Regions from separate parts of the Delphinus delphis genome. Here region 1 is linked to region 2. Evidence: chromatin contacts called from public Hi-C data. All regions are on one chromosome and are shown on one strand. Each heading gives the region's core, a stretch centred on a gene start, on an enhancer-like site or on the middle of the called end of the contact. The rest is flanking DNA. Distances are from core to core; before and after follow the strand shown. Region 1 holds the start of ATP5PO (ATP synthase peripheral stalk subunit OSCP). Region 2 holds the start of SMIM11 (small integral membrane protein 11).

Region 1 (3,592 bases), core at 1,044-3,543, 430 kb before region 2:
ATGTTAATTATGAGACGAGCTTAGGATTCCTTTGAATTCAATAACTACTTAATTCCAAGTTTGGGAGGTTTTAAACACTGATAGAAGGCAGTTTTGAACATGCTAGAGCCAGGCAAACAGGTGTTTATGAAACATACACAAGCATACTTTTATACATTTCAGAGTAATACTGCAAATATCCCTTACAGAGCTCCATAAATGTTCAGTTTAATGGAGCCCTTTAGCAATTTACTAAGTGCCTGAGGCTTGAATTATTTTTTACAATGAACCACTGGCTTTTAAAACCACACTACCATCAGTGTATGACTACATATGCTTAGTGGTACTGTGTGATTGTAGTGGAAAAGCTTAGGCTTTGGATGAGCAAGATTTAGTTTCAGTCCAGCTTTAAGACTAAGCTGAAGGGCTTCCCTGGTGGCGCAGTGGTTGGGAGTCCACCTGCCGATGCAGGGGACACGGGTTCGTGCCCCGGTCCGGGAGGATCCCACACGCCACGGAGCAGCTGGGCCCACGCGTCCGGAGCCTGTGCTCCACAGCGGGAGAGGCCACAACAGTGAGAGGCCTGGATACCGCAAAAAAAAAAAAAAAAAAAGACTAAGCTGAATAACCTTGGGCAAGTTTTCCCAAAGTCTGTTTCCTTTTTTGTAAAATGGGAAGACCCGCTACCTCCCATCACTGTTATCGGGTTTTAAGAAATTCTGCTACTTAAAGGTTATGCACAGGCCTGTCCCACGGCAGGCATTCAACATTATTCCGTCCCCTAGCCCCTCCACCCCCATCATATTTGGGGAACCACAGATCATGCAGAAAGGTTTAGGGGTAACTATACAAAATCCATGCCCCTAAGTGTACTGCTGTCTGATTCACACACATTTATCTGCTTTACAATCACAAAAGACATACCCTCACAAGCTTGGCAAACGGCCTGACCACAGATGTACTGAAGCATCGCACCTTTAAAACAAAGAGAAAGTAGATCCAAATGAGACTACTTAAAGGATTCCTGCATTTAAACCTGCAGTAATAAACAGTAAACATGACCTCTAGATGATTCGCTTCTCATGTGTCCTTGTATCATCACATAGATTACATGAGGGTGAGCTGCTCTTTATTACCTAGGAGTAAATTTCCCCACTGGAAATCATTCCAGGTTGCTTGGGAAATATCTTTTCTACTTCTAACTTCCTGGTTTCCTAGGAGTAGGCTGAGGCAAGCACACCACTGAGAGAGAAAACACTAAGTTTGGTGAAATGTGTCTTCCAAAAATGTTAACAAGATTTTCGGCATTTATATTACCACCCTCGAGCATGATTTTAATAAAAAGTGGGAGGATTCCAGGCATGATCTGCAAGAGATGGACCTTCTTAGAATCCAAATGCTATCTGAAAATACAGACGAATTCTTTGGGTACTCCAGCCGTCCGATGTGAGAACAGGCCCTAGTACCTTGTCTATCAAAATACTACCTTGATATTGTTGAGATGGTAGCTTGTCTATCAAGAGTTGGAATCCGGAGTTTAAAAGGCACCTGCAAAGGCACAGGTCACCTTCAGATAATTCCAGCTCTAAGTGTACTATACCGGTTGTGAGGGTTAAAAGACTTTATAACACTTATGGAAAACTTACGGAAGCTGTACGCTGTCATGATATGTAAAGCATCATGTAATATAAAGAGCACGAATTTTCTTTCCAACTCTGTGGATTCGAATCTCAGCTCTACCCCTTATTGGCTGAGCAGCCAAGGACGACTCATTTTAACTTTTCGGTCTCACTTTTTTATTTAAACGTGAAATGTGTTTTTACAAATATTCCTTAGCATTACTGGTGACCCCAGCCAGGTGTGACCACCACAACATAGAGAGATCCCCCTTCACCTGTGCCCTTCAAACCAGCTGCTTCTCGAGGCTGTGCTCACAGGACGCCAACGTAGGACACGCGCAGCCCCAAGCCCACCGGCCCGCGCGCACCCCGGGGGGAAAGCGGGGCTGCCCAGGCAGCCTGGCGTCGCCCCCCACTCGCCTGGCCCCGCGACCTTGAACGGCGGCCACGCTCCCCAGCTGCGGCCTGGAACCGTGGATCTTAGGGGTCTGGTACGAGTCACCCCAGGAGGGCTTCTCCCGCTGGCTTTCAGGACCTCCGTTCTCTCACCTGCAGGGAGAGCCCAGACACTACCGGGGCGGCCATCTTCTCCTGGCGGCTGTAGGTCAAACCAGAGTTGGCAAAAGCGACCAAGAGCGCACGCGTGCGTCAGCGTAGCCGCTCGGCCTGCTGGGAAATGTAGGCGTAGGTCGTCAGGCCGCATGCGTAGGGATCTCCCTCAGACTGGGAGTTGTAGTCCTTAGAAGCGAGTGGTCAGGGCTGGACCCACAGGTCTGGGGGTTGGGACTAGTGGGCTCAGACAGCACCTGGAAATGAAATTCTAGAGTTACTAAGTGACCCTTATTGTAGAATAGATATAGTGCCCTTAGCTTAAAATTTCCATTTAGATAAGTACGGTGGCATTTGTTCCGTTTCACATTCATCACTAGCATCATTAGCGTGTTTACCCTTTCTTCCTACCACGCTAAAAGGTGATCAAGCGCAGTTCCTCGCGCTGTATGTATATATAAACCCCGAGCCTTACAGCTCCAGCAGCGGACACTACGTGCCCAGTGCCTGGGCCGTGACTGCTCCTGCATACCTCTATCCCACCTCCGCCCCATCTCACCTGAGTACAGCGCTGACCTCTTGGTTTGTGCGGACGCGTGAGGTTCTGGTGTTTAAACACTTCCTTCTGGGTAAGGCAGAGTGATTATCTGAGAACCATACCTAAAAATAGAACTGGTGTTTGAGCAAGTGTGACATTGAAACTGAGAACCCAACACTAGCTTTGGCTAGTTTCTCTGCATTCATAAAAACAACCTATTTTCAACCCACTTCCCTCTAAATGGAATTTGCTCTAATTTTCTCTTGTGTACAGAAGAGTTGGCTGTTGGTTGGAGTTTCCTGGCTGCAGTAATGGGGTCCTATGGTCAATTAAGATGTCTTTCTGCTCAGATCTATTATAGGAACACAGATTAAGTCCTTAATTTACCCTTTTTGAGTGCAGGTTTCTCATCATTACATAAACTTGTTAAAATGCAGAAAAGTAGAAGGGATGTAATTGCCCTCTTTTCGAACACTCAGAGTGTGTTGTCTCCCATTATTTTTTCAGATAGTAGCCTGGACTGCCCAGGCTTGAATCCCAGTCCTTTCATTGACCTTGGCCCAATTATATAACTTCTCTGTGCTTCAGTGTTCTAATCTATGAGTATTAGAATAGCACCTACCTTAGGGCTGTTAGGAAAAATGAACAAGTTGTATATCTATCTGTCTATCTATCCATCTATCTATAGATTTAGAACAATTGTCTGACAGACTGGCACTGAATAATATTCTCTATTTTGTTTTTATATTCTGTAACTTAATCATTCAATAATTTTGAACATAATTCAGATGGTTGCCTTTTTCTTTCTCTCCATTTTAAACAACACTTCATCTCCTGAGCATCTTTAGACACAAATTTTTTTTTCTTCTTCCTTAGGATAACTTCCAAATAGATTTCCAGAGCTGGC
Region 2 (3,694 bases), core at 677-3,176:
AAGGAATAACTCTCCCCAACCTCTGGGCACGTTGCTCTAACATGCACCACTGCGGACAGTCATAAAGATCGAACTTTGTTTCTCCTCCAGATAAGCGTCTGTTAACAAACCCAGGTCAGGTTGACCAATCCCCTCTGCTTTTTGTAAATTTCCACTTCCCTGACTCTGCTCAAGTGCCTGCGGCCCCAATCCCTCCTTCCCCTTTTAAAATGCCCAGTTACCTCTGGCAAGACAAAGCTGAGTTCAGTTCATGCTGGACTCTCTCCCCTATTGCAATAGTTGCTTAATAAAGTCTATCCTTAGCACTTGAACTGGTGTCCAGCTTTGTTTATCTTTGACACAAGGAAACAAATTAAGGGGGGAAAACCTAGGTTTTCCTAATTAAGTATGTTTTATTATCATCACTAAAGTATATGGGGCCAACATAGATGGTTATCAGTATCAACTTTACTTTTGGGGAATGGGAGAAATGCCCAATGTTTACGAGCATTCTGGGTATACAGTTGCTGCCACTTGCCCCCGTTTGTCACTCCAGCATCAATTTCCACCAAACCCAGGCTTGCCACTTTCAACCTGGCAACTGAAAATTCCAGTTCAAACAACTTGCTAGTTTTCTTTTCCACCCCGTTTGCTTTTAGAGTTCCTTCTGCTTGGTCTACTGGCTCCAAATGACCTGAGCCCCATTTACTTCTTACAGCATAGATCAGAAGCGATTTGAAAAGGAACCTATGGACTATAGTGGCTGCCCTGAGAGAGTCTAGCCCCAGATTACCCATAGTCAGACCCCAGCTCTGGAGCTTGCTGGTTTTAAAACCCTGGACAATTTTTTTTTTCGGTGCGCGGGCCTCTCACGGTTGTGGTCTCTCCCGCTGCGGAGCACAGGCTCCGGACGCGCAGGCTCAGCGGCCATGGCTCACGGGCCCAGCTACTCTGCGGCATGTGGGATCTTCCCGGACCGGGGCACGAACCCGTGTCCCCTGCATCGGCAGGCGGACTCTCAACCACTGCGCCACCAGGGAAGCCCGATCCCTGGACAATTTAATCAGTTTGTGTCTCCATTTCCTCATCTGTGAAGTGGTTACAGGCATATTATGTCCTTTATAGGCCTGTTAGGAGACTTCAATTAGAAAATTGCCACAAAGTGCTTAGAACAAAGCTATTTTAGTTACTTTCTCCAGGAAAACTTCACTTGTTGACAGAACTAACCCCCCTCTCCCCAATCCTCCAGTTTGTCCTTTCCTCTGCACTCCGTAACATTTCGTTCTTCACCAGCACCAAGATGTCCCAATGGGGTTCGGAGTTAGCCTGCCTGGGTTCAAATCTAGATTTTGCCACTCCAATTCACACGTTGTCTTGCGCCGGCCACATCATCTTCCCTTGCCTCAGTTTCCTCAACCAAAAAATGGCGAGCCAAGCACGTAGTAAGAAGTCTGTGAACCTCCCTCTCGATATCCTTGAACTGGGTGGGTGGGGGGGAGGGTGGCCAGTCTGCGCCCTCCCGTGCCGCAGGGACTGATGGACTCAAACTCCGCTCCGGTTTTCTAAGCGCTTGTTGAATGAAGGAATCTGGGAACCTAGTACCGGGCACCCTACTGCTATCCCACGGGAAAACACACGCATTTTGGACAGAGAACATGAACGCTAAATTTGGAAACTTCTGGGGAGCCACGTGCCCTCAGTCGCACACAGCGAGGAGCGTCCAGGGATGCGAGACGGCTGAGCGGCAGGAGCCCCCGCGACGCCCGCCCTCCGACCGCCGTCTTCCAGCTCAGGTAAGTTCAGAACGAGAACCTGCCCGGGGCCAGGCCGATTCCGCCAGGTGACCCACGTCACGGCCCCACGAAGGCCGTCCTGCCCAAAACGCATGCGCGACGAGCAGCGCACCCACCCAGGCTGCCTGGGCCCACTGCGCCGGCGCGAGCAGCGGCGCACACTCCGAGGTGGCCGGAGCCCACTGCGCCGGCGCGCGGAGCGGTGCATTTTGGGACATGTAGTTTTCTCGCGGCATTGTGGGAGTCGTGGTTCGTGTTGTGGCGGCGAGCTGGATCTTCCGTGGCCTGGAGTTGTAAGTGGATGGGGTCCGTGTCTGCCGAATCCTGACCCGAGACCCGGCAGCTCTTTGGGGGCGCTGTGGAGTTCGACGGCTCGCCCCGCTTTTGCACTTTCTCTGCAGGACGCTCTCCAGCGGGCCCCCGGGGACCGCGGGGTTGACAGCGGTCACGTTCCCCCCCTTCCCCCCGCAGAGCGTCCTACCTGGCTAGGTTGTCCAGGCGCCGCGAGATCGGCGGATCCGGCGCCGGGGGCGGCGTGTTGAGGCTGGCACGCAGGCCGAGGGGGGGACCCAGAGGTGGTTCCCGCCAGAGAGATTTGGGGGCGAGCGAATGCCCTGGAATGTTCTGTAGAATGGGGGGGGGGCGGGGAAGCAGTGGTCGCCCTTGGTCCTCATCCTCGGGTCTGAGCGGGGCAGGCGTTGCTCCCAGGTATCGCGGCTGTAGCGGACCCTGGCCCGGCCCTCCGGCTACGGAGGAGCCGAGGCTCAGCCCGTCGCCCTGGGAACCCCGGCTGACCCGGGCGTGGGGCTCAGAGGTCGACCAAGTGATACCCAAGGTTCAACTGGAACCCTCTCCTCCCCGCACCTACCTCTACTTCAGATGACTGGGTGAAGTGTTGGGGTGAAAACGGTAGAGACGGGGAATGAGAACAGCTTCGGACAATTCAAACTAAGGACACAGCCTAATGAGTGGCTGGAATGAGACACCCAGGGACAGACCGACCCTTGGGTGTGTTAGGTGTGCCAAGAAGAAAATTGTGGACTACACATTGTCCATATTGCTGTAATTGGCCTAATCAAAATAAGCCACTGGCTCTTCTGTTTTTTAGGAGAAATCTGGCAAAGGAGAAATCAGGATATTTTTGCAGTGAAGGAAAGAGAACTATTTCTTCCTAAGCCATTGTTATTTTTGGGTTTTAAGCTAAGACGGTGGATAGTTCCAGGGGAAGCTTAAAACTTCCTGCACTTCACAGATTTTATGCCTCTCAAAATTGTCCCGGTCTTGTTGGCTTTTGCAGTTCAGCCCTCAGATGCCAGCTGCCTCCTGGTTCTAATATTGCACCAGGTGTACATATGGCAGCAGAGCAAATAGCCTGATAATATTTTTAGCTTTCTCAGTTGTTCTCATTTGCTGAAGTCCTGCAGGGTGCTACAAGAATGGCTGAGTTGGAGCCTGTAATTTAAGGGAGATGGAGAAAAGTTATCATTTGGAGGCAGTGGGTGGGGATGAGTTTGATTGATTTGCCCTCTCATCTCCCACCCTCAATGCACCCCTTCCACTACTTTGCACATGGACTTTAAATATGTTTCTTTCCTAAAGAGATTGAATTTTATCACTCTAGATATGATGTTGAGGCAGCTGCCAGTATATTTTTAGTCAGATTCTGTGGTATCAAAGAGAGTGGTGACTTAGGCATTTCAGTGTTGCAGCGTTGTTCTTCGGGTTCTGGTTTTTAAAATGATAACACTTTGGTTTAGAGAGGCTAATGGCTTGCCCCAGGTCACATGCCTTGGCACTGGTGCCACCAAGAATAGAGTCCATTTCTCCTGCTTGCCCAGTGGTGGTGCTTTATACCCTGCTGTCACACGTTGCCCTGGATGCCACTTGCTTGTGTCCTGCAGCTTCACATGTCCATTAGTGGA

Evidence for each region. Hi-C and Micro-C count contacts between places; a contact is called where the count stands out from the background.
Region 1: a contact with region 2 is called in a Hi-C map of lung, with 6 times the contacts expected there. The contact joins the promoter of ATP5PO here to the promoter of SMIM11 in region 2. A contact is called at or near these places in 2 of 3 Hi-C or Micro-C datasets (lung and muscle).

The regions. Positions count from the first base shown.
Region 1 is chr4:11,149,454-11,153,045 of mDelDel1.2, reverse strand. ATP5PO (ATP synthase peripheral stalk subunit OSCP) reads right to left here and starts at 2,293. Exons shown (of 7, transcript XM_060010349.1): 1 at 2,148-2,293; 2 at 904-954. The coding sequence starts at 2,183.
Region 2 is chr4:10,718,750-10,722,443 of mDelDel1.2, reverse strand. It overlaps SMIM11 (small integral membrane protein 11), which reads left to right and starts at 1,926. Exons shown (of 4, transcript XM_060010343.1): 1 at 1,926-2,065.